Regions from separate parts of the Mus musculus genome. Here region 2 is linked to region 1. Evidence: chromatin contacts called from public promoter capture Hi-C data. All regions are on one chromosome and are shown on one strand. Each heading gives the region's core, a stretch centred on a gene start, on an enhancer-like site or on the middle of the called end of the contact. The rest is flanking DNA. Distances are from core to core; before and after follow the strand shown. Region 1 holds the start of Cfap47 (cilia and flagella associated protein 47). Region 2 holds the start of Tmem47 (transmembrane protein 47).

Region 1 (5,889 bases), core at 1,342-3,841:
CTATTAAAACTGGGCCATTGTCAGACTTCATTGCTAGGGGGATGGCAAATAAGGGGACCAGTCCCTGGAGGAGCTTGTTAGCTACTATGTGAGCAGTTTTCGTCCAGGTGGGAAACACCTACAAAAAAAGTATGCATTTAGTTAAAGTCACTACTGTTTTACTCATTACTTTAGTTAAAGTCACTGCTTTCATATTTCATCTCATGACAGTCATGGATGAGCACCTCAGTCATCAGGTAAGAAGGAAGCCCAATTTATGGTGGAGGGCTTCTAAAACCAGACTTGAGGTTAGCCTGGGGTAAGGCCTTTTACTGTGATACACAGTCATTAGACAGCCAGCATTTTGGCGCTCCTCCCAGGACCTTAACCTTGTTGTGGAGTGATATGAACATGAGATCATGACCCAGAGTTTACTTGTTTGTTTTCTTTTGTTAAACAAGCAGCAGCTACCATAACTCTTAGACAAGTGGGCCATCCTGTGGCTACAGGGTCCAATCATTTGGACAGGTATGTTACAGGGCATTTCCATGGCCCCAAATTTTTGGTTAAAACACCCTTTGTCTTTCATTTAGTCTCAATCCAGATTAGGGGTCTAGGGTCCCTCTTTGTGCTGGCTTATAGAGGCCTCATTATTTCCACAAACTGCTATTCGTAGGCAGCAATATCCAGCTACACTTAAGAACTCTTGAACCTATCTCTTAGTCTTTGGAGTTGGGATATATCAGATCTTGGTGGGACCTCCACAAATGCTGTAGGATATTTATCAGAAGAGACAACTGCTTGGACATGGTTTTAAGCTAATAGTCTTTATTAGTAACTAGGGACTACACTAGGGGGTCAGGATCTAATGTAGCCCCAAGCCTTTCTCAGCATAAGCTTTTAAGCACAAAAACCATATTTGTGATTGTCATACTTCAGTTAATAAGTTCATTTAGCCAGAAGCAGAACAACAGAAGCCAAAAAGCGAGGCTAGGACATTTAGAGACTTTCCCATAACTATGGATTTTGATGGATTATTTTGTCTTTGTTTTAGTTTTGGCAGGTGCTGCTGTTTCTGTGCTGAGTTTTACAGCCTGGTTTCATCATGGAGACAGCTGTGCTAAACTCTCCAGGCATACTAAGGTCTGTGGCTCTTTTATACTTTGACAATTTCTAGTACTCAGTGTGTCACTAGGATTTTACATCTATCATTGATTCTCATTGTGGAGCAGTATTTTAGGATGTATGTATTATAGATTTTTTTTATTCATCACTGAGTTATTTTCATTGGATTATTTCAGGATTTGATTAATAGAAATAAAATTCATATTTGCAATACTGAAGTTTTATATGTAAAAAGTTGTATTTCTCTAGAATAAATGCCCATGAATACAACTTGTAAATTGCATGGCAGTTTTGTGACTTGCTTAATAAACATTTTCAAAACTGTTTTACAGAGTGTTTTCAAAACTTTAAATTCTCACTAAGTATTAGTGGAGTCTGGTAGCTCAGGCCTATTAAACCATACCATTCTGGAGGCTAAGGGATGAGGATGGCCAACTACCTTCCTGTTGCAACTGACAACAACAATTCCAATAAATGAGCAAGTTGACTTTATACTTTATACTTAAACAATAACTTCAAAAATTACTCATCAAATAGCTAATACCATTTCTAAAGCCTCTATAATCAGAGTATAGGCCACTGAACACCATGATTGAAATCCTCTGGGAATCCTGCACGTGCAGATTCTTGGGCAATGCTCCAGATATTGCAGATTATGGAATAATAAATCATAGGATTGCCTTTATATGAGGTGTGTGTATTTCATTTCTTTAAATTTTAATTATATAGAGTTTGAGAATGTCACTCAGTGGTAGAATGCTTGCATGCTTAAGACAGTAAGTAGATCTATTCCTTAGAATTGTGAGAAAAAAGAAAGCAAAATATTTTCATTAAAGTCACAAAGAACTTATTGCATACCATGGATAGACTTGTTTATTTACTCATCTCTATTGATAAATTTTATATTAATCCAATAGTTTGACCTTACAAAAAACACAGAAATGCTGGCCTAGCGGCCACTGACACTATCCTCCTTATTAAAACCCTTCATTTCAGTCAAATGTGGCTGCCTTAATAAGCACATCATTTTCACTAAGCTTGCCCTAAAAGAAAATCCTGGAAAGTGCCCATTATACCAAATGCCACTTTGAAACCCTGCCAGGCCATGTCTGTATTTGAGGCTGGTGTAAATTATTTTCAAATTGTTTTGTTGACACTTGCCACCCAGTTCTTAGTTCTGTTCCAACTGCCACCTTAAGGCCTTGGGTCATACCATTGAAGGGGCGGGGTTACTACTACTGCGCATGCGCAAGCTTCTGTTGCAGGGTCAGGGACAGAGGAGAGGGTTTTAAGGTCTGATGTGAGGGTAGCATAATTTCCCTTGTAGATGGAGCAAGCGGCAGATCCACGTGGGGGGCCTGGTCGGGGCGGGACAAGCACTGGAGACTTCTGGGTGAAGAAGGCTGAGGACAGCGCGAATGGTCCCGCCCACGCGCACGTGGGATTCCAACCGTTGGTTCCTAGTGCTTGTTACCTAGCTACATCTGTTGTCTCTCGCCAGTCGGGAGTTGGTCAAGTCCGCACCTGGTTGCTGGCTCTTTAGAGGGCTGTAATGGATGCAGAGCGGGGCTCAGTAGCCCCTCGGGATATAGATACCCTTAAGAAGGAAGTTCAGCTGCGGGTAAATCCCCTGGTGCTGAAGTTCCAGGATGCAGTATCTGGGAAAGTATACCGCCTCCCTCTTACTGTACACAATTTGGGCCGTTGGAACCAGAAGATCAGGTTTCAAGAGCCATCGAAGCCACAGGTGACACTTTAAGGGTACTGAAAGCTTCCTGGTAGCCTCCTCACTTGAGCACTTGAGCATTCCTTTGGCCAAATATCAAAATCTATGCCTCTGAGGAACTGGAGGAAGGATTGTATTTGCTGACGGGAAGCGGGGGTGGGGGTGGGGGTGGGGTGGGGGTGGGGGGTGGAGGGAAGGGAGAAGGAGGAAGAAATGTGTGAAGGTGTAAAGAGTGGGGCAGAGACAGGGAGATAGAGGAGAGAAACTCAGAGGGACTGTAAAGGAGAGAGAGGGAGGAAGACTGAGAGGAACGGAGAAAGGCAGGGAAAGAGGGAGTGAGAGGAGACAGGAGGAGGAATGGAAGGAAGGGAGAGAAAGAGGGAGAAAGAGAGGAAGGGAAAGAGGGAGGGAAGAAGGAAGAGGAAAGGGCAGGGAGATGGAGGTGGAGGAGAAATAATGATGAAAAGTGGGAGACAGAGGAAAGGAAGGAGGGAGAAAGGGAGGGATTGGAGAAACACCTCTGCTTCAAGTTCAAGGAATAGGGGAGAGACTAGGTACGGCAAAGCTGATAGAAAATATGATTCTTCATATTGTGTTTAGAAAGGCCTCATTCCCGTTTTTATTTTTAATTGACAAAAAGTTACAGAATTATGAAGCATTATGCATACAATGATGGTTACTACCTACTTGTAAGAATTCCAATTCTGTATGCATGTCTTCATGATTCTGAAATTGTCTTGAAACCCTAGGAGAAAAAAAAATTGAAGTATTATTGTTAATTACCATGTAGATACATAAAGTTCTTGATTCCTCAAGGAATTATTAATTGAGGCATTAATGGAAAGGTTTGTGCCATAATCCATTTATAAAGTACTAAGATAAAAAGGGCATTTTTAATACAGTCCTAATCATCATTCCTCACAAATATATACAATTATCATTTATTAGTTTAAAGTTTTTTTTCAGTTTGAAGTTTTAAAAAGTTTTTTTTTTTAAAGCTAAGTGGGGATAAGATCTATGCTTGATAGTAATGCACACTCCATAGCTATAGTTGCATCTAATCATTCCTTATAAGGAACTAATAGTGTTGACTTCATCTTTTTTCCACAAAAGTTCAAATTGTTGTTGACCAGTCTGGATAAGGAGCTTGCTTCTGGCCTTCAGATGACAGCAATGGTGGAATATCATCCTAATAAAAATGAAGACATGTCTGATCACATCTTTATTTCTGTAGGAAATAAAGTCCTAGATATTCCTCTATTTGGGTATGTAATTAAAGTACTAGATATTCCTCTAATTGGGTATGTAATCGGCACATCTCTGTTCTATAAGAAGTTTGTTGTTACTAAGTTGTACTAATAATTTAAGAGCATCCTGAAAAATAGAGCTTATACTTTAAATATAAACTCAGTATGTCATAGGATTTCTTCCTATGTGACAATGAATTTTAAAAGATATCTGAAAATGCACACTACATATATGCTACGTGTGAGCACATTAAATTAAAGACACATGTAACAAATCAACTTTCTTTGTATAGAGATGTTGTTTTATACCCCATACATATTTTGATCATCCTGATCCAGAATCCCCTGTGAAGAGAGGCCCTCAATTGAAGTTCTTTATTATCTTGTAGTCAAGTCTGTGGGTGTGTTTTCTTGAGTAATGATTGGTGTGGGTGGGTCCAGTCTACTGTGGGCAGTGCCTTCCCTGGCCAGATGATCATTTTTAAGAAAGCAAGCTCAGCAAGCCATAGGGGAGCAATCCAGTAAGTACTGTTCCTGTGTGCTTCATGCCTCTGCTTTTGCTTGAGTTCCTATGCTGTCAGCCCTCAATGATAGAGTGGAATCTAGATATGTAGACCAAATAAATCCATTCCTCCCTAAGCTGGTTTTCGTCAGTATTTGCTTTATGACAGCAACAGAATATAAGTATAATATTCCCTAAATGTTCTGTTATAGTATCATTCCTTTCTTTAATTTAACATTTATTTAATTTAACATTCAAAGTATTGAAGTCAGTTCCTTCTTTTTTAACAGGTTTCTAAACATTTAATGTATTTGGAGATTTTCAAAAGGAATTTCAAATATGTTAGAGTAACACTAAACTGAGATAAATGAGTAGTCTGTTAAATAATATTTATAAAGTACAATTTTCCTTGTTAAAAATAGGGCGTATTAAAGCTTACATATGTTATTGTATGACTTTTCATGTTGACAGCAGTGTTATCAATGGACCCATAGATAAACTGAAATGGCTTTTTAGGAGTTAAAGATGTATATAAAGTGTATGTGAGTTTGTGTGTGTGTGTGTGTGTGTGTGTGTGTGTGTGTATGTGTGTAGTCTCCATGGACCTAACTATGAAGATGTTACTAATTGGTTGAACATAATTGTGTGCTTCCTCTCTTCTCTTTTAGGCTGATTCCAGTCTGTCAGCTGGAAATTGTACCAGTAGTTGATTTTGGCACATTGGTTGCCAATAGTAAAGTGCATTGTAAAGAGATTACTATTATTAACCGTGGCAAAGCTCCAGGTAAATGTGGCTCACACATTTAGAAGAGTTACAATTATTATTTTAAGTGTGCATATTGTATAATAGATTTTCTGAGTCATCAAGAAAAGAAAAGATGTCTGTCATTTGTAATAGTTGAAAACCAAAGTCCCCCAAAGACTACAAAGGCTAGATACTCAATCATTCAGGAAAATTGAACCTGCCTCTTAAAATCTGTATTATCACAACCTCTTTGTTATATGACTGGTGACTTTCCTGAGAATGACAGGCAGAATTATGTTATAGAAGTAATGCTATTGTTAGGCTCATCCAGAGACTTAACTAGACCTCAGTGCCTTACTCTTTAGGTATTGGACAAGTGTTTTTAAAGAAATTGAATTTGAGATTTTCTTTGTCATGAGGGGAGAACAGTTAATATATGATGGTTACTTAGTATATACCTAAATTTTTGGTATAATCCCTGTTTCATCATGGACATGAAATATATCCTCTTTGTCATACTCAAATTGCCATTCATAACATGATCCCTTGAAGGCTTTTATTAATC
Region 2 (5,889 bases), core at 1,245-3,744, 1.6 Mb before region 1:
TTTTTTTGTTTTTTTATTCTTTTATTTTTCTTTTTGGTCCAGTTACAAATTTCTTTGTAGCTAAAATCAATCGGTATGGAGGCAATTAAGGAAAGATTAGCAAACAAACTGAAGCTGCTTTTCGTCCATTCCCCACATTCCAAGCCAAGAGAAAAGGATAATAGCCTAAAAAGCAAATGGGAGCTGAAGCTGGTTTCTCCAACCTATCTGAAAAGTCTTTATGCAATCAGAGGGCTATTATTTCAGGAGACAGAGTGAAGGGGGCAAAAGATTCACGTTGCTAAGGAGATCTGCTGAAGCTGGCATTCCTACATAAATTTCCATTTCTATTGAAGGGAGAAAGAAAAGATATTTTTTCCAAAGTTTATTTGGAGCCCCTGGTTACCAAAGAAAGGCATTTTGTGGGTTTATTTTATCTTCAGTTGTAAACAACTAATCCTGAAAGAATTAAAAAGCCTGAGTGTTGACCTCCTGCTGCCAACCAGTCCCCTTCACTAAGAATCAATCAACAAAGAAAGCCTTCAATAGGTATTCTGAGGTAACAGCAAAGAAAAAGCCTTTGTAAGCACAAAATTAAATTTCTGGAAGAAATTTAACTAAGTGAACTAATTTCTCCTATAACAAAAAACGTAAGACAAAGAAAAGTCGGATTTGTGTGTGTGTGTGTGTGTGTGTGTGTGTGTGTGTGGTCTTTGTGCTATTTCAACTTTATTAGAACTTGAAACGTTTCCAGCAAAGCTTAAAAAAATTGTTTCAGAAAAGACTTGAAACTATCAAGAAGGGATTTAATGAGTTTCTCAGGTCAGTGTGTGAGTGTGAGCGTGAGCTTGTGCGTGTGTGTGTGTGTGTGTGTGTGTGTGTGTGTGTGTGTGTGTGTGTGTTAGCGCGCGCCAGCATTAAAAAGAAAAAAAAAAAAAAAAAGCACCCAGCAGAGCCTCCCTTTTACATTCCTTAATCTGTGCACACAGCAGCAGCTGAAGAAACAGAATTCAAGTAGCAATAGTTTTCAGCAAGAAATTGGAAGTTGGCAAATTCTTAGGAATGGGACTCTGGAAATGGGGTTAAAAACAAAACAAAACAAAAACAAAAACTAGAGGATCAGGAAGAGAATAAAGCCACAAAGTCCCTTTGAGCTAGTAGCCACAATGGCTACCGCCTACTCTACCCCGTTTCCCATCCGCACACAATTTTCACTGCTTGCTGAATGAAGCAGAACTTTCCAGGCAACTGTGAGTAACTAGCTCAGAGAAAACGGAGTGGAAGAAAGGGGAGTTTCTTACTGTGGGAGTGAAAGAAAGGAAACTCAGAAGCAACAATGGTGTCGCCAAAAAAGGAAAGAAAATTCATCAGTCTCTCCTGACTCTCGGTATCCCTCCCCAAAATTTAAAGGGGAAATACACACACACACACACACACACACACACACACACACACACACACACACACGAAAATTCACTCGGGAAAAGCCAGGTGTCTTAGTCAGGGTTCCTAGCCAATACACCAGGTAAAGTGAAATAGAATAGGGGGAAATGTGGGCCTTCAGGAAAACTTGGGCAAATTTCTCTTAGAGGGTTGGAACAGAGAACCCACACAGATTTGGAGCGTTTTACCCATTTCTTTTCTAACGGGGGTGTGGAAGGCATTGCGTCTTTTACACAGCCACATGGTTCTCGCCCTCAATGATAACAATTGCCCAAAATAGCAGACGTGTTACTCCAAAACTGGAGGGATGAGCAAGGGAGGAGTAGAGGGCGTAGGAGGTCTCTGGAGTCTTGCCTACCCGGACCCCTTCGAGAGAGGGGCACATGCAAGAGGGTCCTGGGGTCCAAGGGCCGAGAAGGTAGGGCAAGGAGGCAGGGAGGGGAGCGAAGGAAAGTGGGGGAGGTGGCTCCCAGAGAGGCGGTGGCAGCGGAGGAGCCCAGGATGGCCACGCGGGAGCAAGGGGCGCGGCACCGGAGGTGGGGTGGGGGCGCTCACCGCTGCCGAGAGTGGATTCGCAATGCCAGATATCCAGGTTGGCGGGTTTCCGGCAGGACTCCCACAGGGACAGGTAGTACTGGTGGTCCGCGGTGACCCAGGCCGGGCTCAGAACAGCTCCCAGATCCAGACACAGCGCCAAGAAGATGCACACCAGCCCGACCAGCTTGAGCGGGGTCAGCACCGACACTCGCACCTCTTCCATGCCGCTGCCAGCCGAAGCCATGCCCGGGCGCCGCTGCCGCCCTTCCCGACGCAAACGAGGACGCCAGGAGGGTCCGAAGAGCCTGGAGCGGGACCTCCCGAACAGGAAAGCGGCGCTAACCGCGCCAAGAAGTCGTACCTTGGGTCTCAGTTAAGCACACCGAGTGGTCAACTGGACTTGCCTAGCTGGGACGCCTGGCCCTAAGGAGGTCGTCCGCTGCTGCAGCGACAGCAAACGCAGAGAGAATCTTCAGCAAGCGATCAGCCCGCGCCCGCGCCCGCGCCTGCTCCTCCCTGGCGCGGCCAACCTGGCTCCGCCCCAGCCCCGCCCCAGGCTGCGGGAGGCGGCGCCTTAGGAGAGAGACTGAGGGTCTGCACCCGGACGGCGGAAGGCTCTGGCTCCCGCCGGTCTCGCCACTAATCCCTTGGTCACTGCGCGCAGCAATTCTTCTCTGCAGCCAGCCGGACCGCGGTTGCTCCGGGGTCGCTCCCTCGCCCTGTCTCCGGGTCACGTGGCTTTTCCTTTCCTAGGGAACAGGGACTGACCATTTTTCTAGTTCTCTTCTTGATGTGGCTTCCTAGGCTGTGGCCTTTGGAGAAAAGATGGGTTCCACACAGGGCGATGTTCTACCCTCTTGCTAATCAATTCACATCCGGAATGAGGTTGTGGAAGGAGGGGAAAAGTAACACTTCCCACTCTGAACCCAGGACGAGCCCTGGAGACACCCTTCCATCCCTACCTTCCAGCTCCAAATTAAGTCAGTTCTCAATCTGAAAACAGCCTTTGCTCTCCTCTGAAGGGCAAGAGAGAGATAAAATGAATGAGAGATTTCACAAAGTGTAAACATGAAGCTAGCCAGGCATTGGTGGCTCACGCCTTTAATCCCAGCACATGGGAGACAGAGGCAGGCGGATTTCTGAGTTCGAGGCCAGCTTGGTCTACAGAGTGAGTTCCAGGTCAGCCAGGGCTACACAGAGAAACCCTGTCTCAGAAAAAAAAAAAAAAAAAAAAAAAAAAGACAAGCATAAAGCTAGCCCTATTTGCAACTCTGCTGTTCTGTCCTTTATAATTTGGCTAAAATCCCTAAATTTCTCTTCACTGTGTTCAGCTAGATCTGAATTCCTACCCTCGGTGATAAGCTTTCCCTGTTCTTCCACAAGCTCTACTACATTTCCCTGTTCTTCCACAAACTCTACTACAGGGCCTGAGATAAGAAGCTGTGATATAAGGATCCTGAATGGAACTAATGCATCTACATAGATTTTTCATTAAATTGACTTACACAAGGACTCTTCAAAGGGCATTGCCTTGGTTCTTGAGGAGGGGCTTCACGCTTTTGGCTGATTTATGAGAACTGCACACCCCTTGAAACTGGATTTGTGGTTTGTAATTGTCAATTCAAAGTGATTGGGGATGGGAGTTGTTTCATGCCTTTTTTTTTTTTTTCAACTACTTTCCCTCTTGCCTAAAAGAAAAAGAAAAAGCAATTTAATGTTCAGATCATTGTCTAAGAGTGTTTCCAGATCATTTACCTTTTCAATAACTTAGTGTGAAAGTCAAAAATGAGGACACTGACCTGAAGAATGCCCCTTGGCGTGCTTCTCACCCCTGACATAATACCTCAACCTTAATGGCTCTCATACTTTCTGTGCAGGGATAAGGGGGTCCTTAACACTCATTCTCTTCTAACATCCTCTTTGCACAGGCATAGCACATTTTGACAAGAACACTTGGAGTGGAAGAAGCAATCAAAGTAGTATCAGGTGATCTGAGAAAAAGAAGAAGCCCCAAGTAGAATGAAACCCAAAGTTTTCTTAAAACTATAAATAGGAGAGCTGGCTATTTTTTTACTCTTCAACCATTATCAGGTTAATTTCTTCAGGAGGCACCAAAAACAAGCAAGGAACACACTCAAAATTGTTTCTTCCAGTGTAGAGGAATGCTAGGGCAGGTGGTGAGGCAGGAGTGGGTGGATGGGTGGGTGGGTGAACACCCTCACAGAAGCAGGGTGAGAGGGGATGGGATAGGCTGTTTTCAGAAGGGAAACCAGGAAAGGGATAACATTTGAAATGTAAACAAATAATAAAATACCCATTTTTTATTTTTTATTCTTTTTAAGGAGCTCCTTCCTTTACCTAGGTCTTCCAAATGCTTCTTTGATGCAGGGTTAGAGTACTAAGTGCCCCATACCTTGCTAAAACAGATCCTTATAAAACACTGAAAATTTCCAAACCTGAAGAATGAACTCTGGTGACTAGGGCTGTGACATTTCCTTTTGCTCAGATTTACACTTGCAGATTTATAATCCAAAAATAATCTTTAGGAAATTTTCCTAAGCATACTCCAGGTTATAATGACATTGTTTCACCCTCCAAATTCTAACAACTAACTTTTCTGACTCAACTAACATTTTCCTTATTCATCATGCTTATTATTCATTCTACAACACTCCTACACCAACCTCCACACTTACTGTATTTGTTCTGTATTGTTTTCGACTGCTTGCTGGAGCTACTTTGCACTATTTCAAAAAAACCAAATCTGTTATCTCCAAAAAGTAGAAAAGTAAACTACCTCTAACAACAAAAGGCCAAATTCTGCTAAAATACTCTGATTCTTCTACCTGCATTTATAAAGTTTGCATGGCATAGTGAGGATCAACAATCCTCAGTGTTCACCTGTAAAATATATAAGGGCTTCAAACAAAAAAAAAATACTATTTATTTTAAATAATATATTAGTAAACTCATGTGGTCAAAAGTTCTATTTGAAACTATTTTGTGGTGAATTATAGATTTGATTTATTTCATTGTGAATAATCAGAGATTCATCATTGTCTTGTGTAACTTATGGAACAAACAAAATACTATCCTTCATGCATCTGAAAACTTGTGTTTTATCATCTCAAAACTTCACTGAAGAAATGGTAGACCAAAACTTACCATAAAAAAATGACAAATTAAAGATATCCAAAAAAGATACCTGACTGGAAATGAAGGGAAGACATGACAACTGAATTACACAGACACATGTGTGTATGTATATGTCTTTCCATGACTCCAAAAATACATGCATATACACATATATTTTATGGGCTATCATATATGTATATATTATATATTATATGCACAGTGTCTGTTGTACAAAATAGGATAGAAATGGATGAAGATTGATCACAGTGAACTGTGAAGGAAGAACTCCTACCTCATGAAAACTGACTTGCAAGTGAATGAAAAATGAGGACAAGGTAAGGCTGAGGGAAAGTGTTGTTGTAGATATGAGGGGGAGAACAACCAGAGGTATCTAGAAGAGTACAGGCTGAACATAGACAACAGATTAAACTTGGTCATGAGAGAAATCAGAGGAGAGCAAGTTAGGGAAAGGGGGGGGGGGGCGGGGAAAGCAGGCTAAAAGAGTTCCAGGAGCAAAGTCAGTCAGGAGTCAAAAAAGTGCATGGACCAAGAGAAAGGTTGAGTTTCTATAGGAATCAGAAGCTGAGGCAAGCCTAGCCACTGAGCTTGAGAGGTTTAGGGTACGGGGTAAGGTGAGAAGTTCTGGGAAGAACCACAGATATTCAGTGACACTTGTTTCAAATTTTCTTGAGACCAAAGAACAATCTGTTAGAAGGGATGGCTTTATTGGTCTAGCACTAGCATATCACAAAAAGTCCAGATGTTTTGTTCACTTAAATACAGCCTAAGATGTTG

What was found. Promoter capture Hi-C pulls out the DNA fragments that hold promoters and counts their contacts.
Region 2: a contact with region 1 is called in a promoter capture Hi-C map of hippocampal neurons, with 8 times the contacts expected there. The contact joins the promoter of Tmem47 here to the promoter of Cfap47 in region 1. A contact is called at or near these places in 4 of 39 promoter capture datasets (cranial neural crest, hippocampal neurons, liver and 1 more) and 1 of 115 datasets of contacts at active chromatin or transcription factors (astrocytes).

The regions. Positions count from the first base shown.
Region 1 is chrX:79,514,053-79,519,941 of GRCm38.p6, reverse strand. Cfap47 (cilia and flagella associated protein 47) reads left to right here and starts at 2,591. Exons shown (of 65, transcript NM_001368718.2): 1 at 2,591-2,851; 2 at 3,944-4,095; 3 at 5,248-5,363. The coding sequence starts at 2,657.
Region 2 is chrX:81,067,249-81,073,137 of GRCm38.p6, reverse strand. It overlaps Tmem47 (transmembrane protein 47), which reads right to left and starts at 2,494. Exons shown (of 3, transcript NM_138751.2): 1 at 1,978-2,494. The coding sequence starts at 2,203.